Regions from separate parts of the Rattus norvegicus genome. Here all the other regions are linked to region 2. The links are chromatin contacts, called in public Hi-C maps. All regions are on one chromosome and are shown on one strand. The core of a region is the stretch at or near the end of the contact, and the rest is flanking DNA. Distances in the headings are between cores, read along the strand shown.

Evidence for each region. Hi-C and Micro-C count contacts between places; a contact is called where the count stands out from the background.
Region 1: a contact with region 2 is called in a Hi-C map of the A7r5 cell line, with 4 times the contacts expected there. The contact joins the enhancer-like site here to the promoter of Zfpm2 in region 2. A contact is called at or near these places in 3 of 12 Hi-C or Micro-C datasets (the A7r5 cell line, the Rat2 cell line and Schwann cells) and 1 of 1 datasets of contacts at active chromatin or transcription factors (oligodendrocytes).
Region 3: a contact with region 2 is called in a Hi-C map of liver, with 5 times the contacts expected there. The contact joins the enhancer-like site here to the promoter of Zfpm2 in region 2. A contact is called at or near these places in 6 of 12 Hi-C or Micro-C datasets (the Rat2 cell line, Schwann cells, frontal cortex and 3 more) and 1 of 1 datasets of contacts at active chromatin or transcription factors (oligodendrocytes).

Annotation. Positions count from the first base shown.
Region 1 is chr7:73,925,753-73,928,452 of GRCr8, forward strand. All of the region lies in intron 5 of Zfpm2 (zinc finger protein, multitype 2), which reads left to right. Among named protein-coding and RNA genes, the nearest start is that of Zfpm2, 360 kb to the left of the region's middle. Within about 2 kb of position 1,354, at least 13 of the 93 cell types and tissues checked have an H3K27ac peak or open chromatin away from gene starts, as enhancers often do. A contact at or near this core is called in the A7r5 cell line and Schwann cells, where this site is marked.
Region 2 is chr7:73,562,378-73,565,077 of GRCr8, forward strand. Zfpm2 (zinc finger protein, multitype 2) reads left to right here and starts at 1,355. Exons shown (of 8, transcript NM_001130501.1): 1 at 1,355-1,906. The coding sequence starts at 1,867. LOC108351485 (a long non-coding RNA gene) reads right to left here and starts at 1,139. Exons shown (of 4, transcript XR_010053374.1): 1 at 405-1,139.
Region 3 is chr7:73,103,467-73,106,166 of GRCr8, forward strand. No RefSeq gene overlaps it. Among named protein-coding and RNA genes, the nearest start is that of Lrp12, 210 kb to the left of the region's middle. Within about 2 kb of position 1,320, at least 7 of the 93 cell types and tissues checked have an H3K27ac peak or open chromatin away from gene starts, as enhancers often do. A contact at or near this core is called in liver, where this site is marked.

The DNA.
Region 1 (2,700 bases), core at 104-2,603, 360 kb after region 2:
GAAGTTTTGTTTTTCAAATGAACCATCCATTTATGTTGGGGTGAGTGTGGTGTTTTTCATAGACTAAATTAGATTTAACTCATGGGTCTGGAACAAAAGTTTTGCCTTGCAATTATATATGGCACCTAATGTGGTCATCGGGGAAGTGCTGTCTGTTGTCTTCATTGAGGAATCCTGAGGTGTAGAGCCCAGCACAGGCTTCTCTGATCATTGTGCTAGGAAGCTAGGATGTGGATAAATGCCTGCTGGCTATTAATGAATATATAACTTCTGCCCATGCTACATCTGACAAATCAAGTCAAGCATGTGCTTAATTCAAAAGTGGGTTAGGAAAAGCAATTTCTTTTTAATATTCATGAAAGGAAAACAGAACCACTTTCTATGTTCAAAAGGAAAGACATTCAGGGAGGAGGGGGTGATCAGTTCTACTCTTTCAAAACTTCCTAGGAAATATAGTTTAAGTTCAGCCCTGGAACCACGCCATAGCCTAAAAACTCATAAAGCTTGAAAACACGAGGCAGGGTGCATGTGTTTGCGTGTGCATTTGTAAACATTTATGTCTGTACGTGTGTGGATGTTTTGAAACCACTTTTCAAACCAACCCAGAACTTATGACACCCACAAGCATTGATATCCATCTTCCCAGGTGGATCGTCGTGTGGCTTTTTGTAACTTCTCTGTGTCTTGGTTTCTGCATCATTAAGAGGGAAGCTAGGTTGCAGTGAAGATAGGGGCCTCCCAGTCCACATCCCCAGCAAAGCGAGCGAACATTTTGAGGTTGTTTGAAACCATTATGTCAGTATAGTAAATACACACACGCACACACACACGCACACGCACACACACGCACAGGCACGCGCACACGCACACACCGTGCGCATGTGCACATATGAAGTCACTGCTCGTATCCCTAAGGAAGACATTGAGTTCTGATATATGTCTTTGGTGTTTCACTTTAGTTTGCTAGGACACCAAAACAAGGTGTCATATTAAAACAACATCTGTCTGCCATCTACAACTTAGACTGACTGTGGAAACAAAATTGCTCACAGGCCAGAGAATGCGTTCTATCTTGCTATGTTGAGAGACAATAATACATTTTATTGTTCGGTTTGTGTTATGTACTACATTTGATTTATACAGATATATCAGCAAGCCCTTATATGTCTTTATGTATGTATCTATACATTCTCATTCATATGTCTTTTTGTGGAGTCAGATGGTAAACATTCATTAGGCTGGCATTGAAACTAAAGTTTATAGACTTTAATGGCTTTGCTTAACAGTATCACGGAGTAATAGAACTAAATCCCAGTCTACATCTGACTTAGTCAATGACAAATGTCAAACTGTGGTTTTCAATCAGCTTCGGATTCCTGTGCTGGGAGTAAGTGCTGTGGATTTCTCAGACCTTGATCCAGACCTCCTGAGTCAGAATTTCTGGGGCTTGGGCCAAGAAGCCTACAATTTCCTATTCAGGCCACTTGAGATATATGTAGCCTCTAATATAATATATATTTTAATAAATTATAAATATAATATTATCATCTTTTCTCTCAAAGACAGAGTTTTTCCTAATCTGAAGTCATATTCATTTGGAGGACAGTGGACAACGGGTACTAGCAAAGTGATTTCTCTTTGTTTGACTTATAAGTAACATGTAGCATGTGTTCATCTGTTTATGTGACTTTTAGTAACATGCATACATGTGAATAAGTATACATACACATGTGATGTGTCACACATGATATGTTAGTACATGTGGTTCATATACTACATGTGATAATCCTGGATCAGGTGTGTGAACATGGAATGAGTGCCCCAGAGAGACTCTCTAACATACTTCCCATGATTTACAGGAAGTCTTCTAAAGCTTGTGTGAGATCATGTGTTCTTATTATCAAGAATTTCCCAGAAGGGATGTATTCTCTAAGATCCCCTTGATTTAGTCAAATCCGGACGCCCAAAGAAAACATGCAGCCGCCTCGTGTGCTCTTGCACAAGTCGAAAAGAATCCGAGTGACTTCCCAAGGTCTGCAGCCTCATTCCCTCTCACAGTGCATCAACTCCCTAAGAATTTTAAAGAATGCCGCACAACAGGGGAGTCACTTAAGGCAGCAAATTCATCTCCACCAATGCTGGGCCTCCTGTTACAATGGATTAATCATCAAAGTCGATTACTCTGTCACATTCTCCAAGGGTGAAATCACACATCTCACCACTGGTGTGTGGAACAGGCATTGCCTTCATCTTCCTGGCACGGATACAAACTGCGAGCAGCTTTTATGCGCCGCAGACTAGGAAGTGCTGATACATTTAAAAGAGAGCTGCCTTTCCAGCATCACCTGCCCCGTGGCTGCTGAAAAATTATACTCCACGCATGTCTCTCAATATTCCCCACTGATAGGTCAGCAGTTATTACAAAACTGTCCAGATAAGAATCTGCTGGGAGCTTCGAGGATCGTATTAACCCAAATGGAACCACTGAGTCAGAGAAAAGCAAAGAGATGAATCAGAATGGGTAACAGCTCTTTCTTCTCCGAGTGTTTATTTCACAGCCTCCCTTCATGACAAAAATCAAATGCTTAACCTTTTGTATCAGGCTGTGTTCACCATCCCTGGGCTCAGTCACTTCCATGTTCTCTGATAAGAGCTGTGTGGTCATTGCATCTAATACTCGTCTTACATGATCTGCGTCCC
Region 2 (2,700 bases), core at 105-2,604:
ACGGATGCTAGTCAACCAAAGAAAGGTGATACAATTTCAGGTCAGAGTGGACAAGTTCATAGCCTCCTTGGGAAAGCATTGGCAGCATCTAGGGAACCCATATCAACTTCATGGGAGTTTATTAGTAAAAAAAAAAAAATGATTACATAAAGTAGCTGGTTCAACAGTTCCCATCCCTTCCAGAACAACTAAAAGAACTGCATTTTGTACTCACTCTATACAAATCTGTGGGAAACTAAGCTAACTTTTCTCACCTTAATTTAACAAAATAATGCTATGAATCACCTCAAAATAATGGTCTCTTGTGCCTTACCATTTCTCAAACCTTAAACATACATTGAATAAATATGAAAGGAACAGAATTCAATAAACCAAAAAACCAGGAAATAGTCGTTGGGTCTTACCTGTTTGAAAATTTAGGACAAGATCAAACCTTTTATTAGCTCCATGGTGCTTCCCTTTGGCAGAGCTAGGAGAATGGGAGGTCACAGGGGCAGGGTGGAGCTGCAGAACTTCCACACGACTTCGTACAAAGTTAGCATTTCCTATTAGAGATGATAGTTCCCTTCCTACCTACAGCGAATCATCCAGCTAACCTTCGTCCTTTTGGATGTGAGGAAAATATCTGCCTGACCCCGATTCCGGGGCTTTTACTATTTCAAATGGAAACTCATGCAAGATGCAGAAAAACATTTGGAGCGCAGCTCATCACCCCACTCTGGTGGGCCTAGTGGGGGATGGTCCGCGTCCGCAGCAGTCTCCTGGGAACTCTGACAGCGATGAAATGGTCTCCTGAGAGCCTGGGCAGATGAGAGGACTTAACGGGCCCCAAGACACACAGTTGGCATTTGTGATCAGCTGGCTTTCGCCGGGGACTTTGCCAGTGGCCTAACCTTCCTGCCAAGAAACTGTAAGGGCGGAGGGCAGGGGCTCCAGGAGGGGAGCAGTAACTGGAAGCACAAAGTTTATGGAAGGAGACTGAGATTTCTTTGTGCCCTGCTAGATGGGCGAGGCACTAGGGAGGAGAGTTAGAGGGTCCGTTGGAAGAGGCTGTTGGAAGAAGTTGCTGGAAGGGGAGCGGGGGAAGGGTGGCCTGGCAGCTGTCCAGCATTGACGCGGTGACAAATGCAGAAGGTGGCCCCCCCTCCAAACCTCACGTCTCCCCCCCCCCATCAACCCCTTCAACTCCCACCCACGCCGCGATCCCCTTGCACTCCACGCGACCGAGGCCGGGCTGTGAGTTTGCATCCGGACTGGCTTTGGATGCAGCCAATCCTCCTTTCGCTGATGGCATAGTCTCCCCTCCCCACTGCCCGGGCGCGCCCCTCCCTCGCGCGCCTCGCCACCTCCCGCAGCAGTGCGAGCGCGGCGCGGCCCGGAGCGGCAGCGGCGGCGCCTGAGTCTCTGCCCGGCAGCCGGGGACACGGGGAGCGAGTGCGCGCCTCCTCCTGCACCCTCCGCCCCTCGCAGCCCCGGTCCCCCTGCGCGCTCTCCTTCCCTCCCTCCTTCTCTTCCTTCTCTTACCCCACCACCCCCTTCTTCCCCTTTTCTCTCTGCCTGGCCGATCGCTCCTAGATTCCCATCCTCCCCCCAAAAGCCCCATCGCTCTCCCCGTCGCCCCCTCCCCTCTTCTCTGTCACACTCTCTCTGGCCCTTCGCTCGGCCTCTCATTTGCTTGCTCATCTCCAAACGTGGATCCGCGGCTCCCGGAGGAGCCTAGCTCCGGGATCCCGCGCGCACGGAGCACCTGGAGTCCGGCCGGCGGCGGCCCGAGCCTGGCCAGAGGCAGAGGCAGCGACAACCCAGGGAACGGTAGCAGGGACCGCGGACACCGCAGGAACCCCAGCGGCAGCGGCCGCGGCCGAGATGTCCCGGCGAAAGCAGAGTAAACCCCGGCAGATCAAACGTAAGTTTGCGCGCGGGACCGGGAGTTGGTGAGATCGGTTCCTGGGAGAGGGGCGCACGCGGCGGGAAGGATGGGAAACGCTCGGGGCGATCCGCTCCTGGTCCTTGTGATTTGTCAAACTTTGAGAGCACTGAGGGACAACCAGACGGCCTCAGATAGATGCACAGACAGTTGGAGCGCCAGGCAGCCTCAGCCTGGTGTGTTTCTCCAGCCTTCGCGCTCCCTGGTTTCTCCTTAATTTCAACTCCGGGTTGCTGCAATCGTAGCCTCTTTTCTGCTGGAGCCTAACAGGACAATCCCCTCCCGCAGAGCTTAGTACGATTGTTGTCCTTGTTGTTGTCCAGACGGATGGCCTACCACTCTTGGGAGCTGGTCTTGGTAACCCGGGATGAAAGTTCTCAGAGCTGGTGGAGGCCACGGGGCTAGGGAAGTAAATTCCCCAGTTCGGTGGAAAATCAGTGTCTGGGGACCCAGTCCTGGGCGGTACCACAAGCCTCGCCAAACCCGAAGTGAAACAAAAAGTAGGTGTAAAAGTTCGCGCCTCTGCTGGAGGCAGCCGCGCACCCCCTCCCTGTCTGCTGCGGTGTTGGGCTGCACCCAGGGGCTTCGGGTGGGTCCCACTCACGCTGCCTGGACGCTGTGTAAGGCGGGCTTCAGTTTGCCACTGGTCCAGGCGCAGTCCCCACTGGGAGGGGCCTCCTTCGCTTCTGGGCTCACAGGATTTGAGTTCAAGGTAGCTCGCACACTCTGGTACGGTTCCTAACCCCCTACCCCCACCCCACCCCTGGGTCCCT
Region 3 (2,700 bases), core at 70-2,569, 460 kb before region 2:
GAAACGCAAAATAGCCTGCTATTCAATATACGGCCACTAGATGGAGATCTTGAGTCAACCATAACCGCCCTGCTCCCCCCCTCACCCCCTCTTTTTTTCTAAAAGCAGGGTTTGAATACATATGATGCGAGTTTACAATTTTGGCATTTCATGTTGTTGCTGAACTTTTTGGGGACAGTAATTTGGAGTGAAATGCATTTAGTTTTAAATGTATGAGCTTAATTAATTTTTCATCTGGGGTCTCCGTAGGGTGGAAGGGCCCCAATGTGCTGTGGCACGCTATTAATCCTGTGCTAAATTCTGGCAGAAGTTACTACTGCTTATTCACTTTCCCCCCACAGGGTGTGGTTAGTTGCAGTGACTGTCACTGTACCTTATAACTGATTAAAAGCGGAAATCCTCACTAGGCATTGCTCTCGCAGCAGCCGGCAACTGCACTTGGCGGTTTTGTTTCCATAGGATAAGCAGGCTTCACGGCTCGGCTTATGAAAAACACAGTAGCAAGGGCTCACGCCTTTTGCTTTCTTCATTTTAAATGAAATTCCAAAGTGATTTTTAGATTCCACGACAATGTGACCTTATAGAAAGATCTCGGAATCCGAAGTAAAGACCTTTTCTGTTGGTGAAGGCAGCCATGCGACTGAAGAATAAAATTACTCTCTGCTGGAAACAGTGACCGAAGCGACTTGTTCTCCCTAAGACGTTTCTAGCAAACTCAGGAGTTGGATGGCCTTGTCTGTAATGTGCTGACCGTCCACCTAGGGACAATGTGGCCATTTGGTTTTGGCTGCTATCTGAAATGAGTTTGAGTGTCTCAGCTCATTTCATGAGAAACACAAATAAAGCTCACATAATAAAACATGCAATTTGGGATTATTGCCAGGCTCCGTTCAGAAGGTGCCCAGACCTCAATTTCTGAAAACGAAATTCTGTTCCACATAGATAGAAGCTCCTGGACTTCCAGAACGGCTCCAGTGGAGTCACAGGAAGGAAGAAGAGGAAATTGTAAACCACGAGGCATCATGCCAGAGGAAATGCCTCCGGCGACCCAGACTGAATGCCCTGTGGTCCCAAAGACCCCACATTCAAACTGCACGATGTCTGGCATGCTCGACTCGAAAGCTCAGGCCGGGGCTATCATCAGACTCTGCTTTTCCACACCGTGCTCTGCCTTGAAGCTTCCTTAAGCTGCGTAGTAAAGAATGATAACCGCTTCACTTCTTTCTGCCTTCCCCGCCTTTGCCACAGTTCCAAGAACCCGGGGACCCGGGAGGTCTGTAGCAGTGTGGGCCCTGAGAGCTGTCTGTGGTCTTTCCACACTTCACTACCCACTCTAGTTAGAGAAACAGACGCCAAGGACGGGCTGCAGCTAGGGCAAGGACAGACTCCCGGTTTGGACATTAGTGAAAGACCGTTTTCATAAGTATGGGACATCATCCAAGAAATGTCTCAGATTTCAGACTTTGATCCCTTTCAGCAAGAGAAGATTATTTTCACTTGTTTATTTCTTTTGCATGTCTTTTTCTTAAGCAACAGTAAACCGTGTTCATTAGAGAGAAAAACTGTAGTAAACAGACATTTCCTGGGGTGGGGGGAGTAACTGTTCGGGATTCTATCATCTAGATATAAACTCAGCCTGTGCCTTTCTGTGCACTCTTTGATCCGAGCTCTGTGGGTACGACGTAAAGTATTTCAAGAATAGTAGTCGTTTTTACACTACGACGGTAAGGCTTTTGAAGTCACAGCACTGTCTCCTTGCTCTATATTTTATCAAGCATTTATTTATAGCTTCACGTTAATGGCTGCCTTGCATTTCATGCTAAACAATGCCTTATTTTTGAAGAGCGCCCTCAACTTTATTGATGGTATAAACAACATTAAAATTACACTCAGAGAGTTTTACTGTATATGCCAATATATCTAATATGGACAAACTGACGGTGCAGATATCCCTTTCAATGCGGAGGGAATACCTTTTGTAGGAGTATGGGGAGCAGAAGTTGGCTTGTGTAGAGAAAAGAAGAAGCCTCTCCTTCCATGAGAAAATACCCTTCACACGCACAAACGTAAATATCCCAAGTACACCATTTTAAAGTAATGGAAAGTAGTTACTTTAATCCCTGGAGTCTCTGGTTTAATGGAAAAGCTAGAGGGAATACAAGATGCATGAAAATGTTTTAAAGTCTTTGTTGGGCTTGAAATGATGAGAGTTTACATAATTAATCATGGGGGGATGTTTTTAGTCACAGAAATGATCATTAGCACCGCACTAGAGTTAAGTAATCTTTATAGCAATATAAAAATGCCATTTTACCCTTAGATCTTACCGAGATTTCGCCTCTCTTTTATGCTCTCTTTGGCATTGCAACACCCAGTAATTGAATGCTACTTAATAATGAGGCCGGAGAATGAAACCGTCTAAGCTAATGTGTCCATGGAAATTTCTGAAGCACAAGTCCCAAATATCACCACCACAAATTGTGTTAGCCCAAAGCTAGGAAAAAGGGAAATTAAGTTGTGATAATTGTGGTGCTTAAAGAACTGTCCCTACTTTTTAAGTTATTAGCATTTGTTCTTCCCTGTTTCTCTTTCCTTTAAAAATAAAACGTTTTAAGCTACAGTTTCTCTCTGAACACCCCCAGTTTGCATTTTATCTGTTGCTCTGGTTGGAATGGAGCTTGCCATAATTTTAAAGTCCTT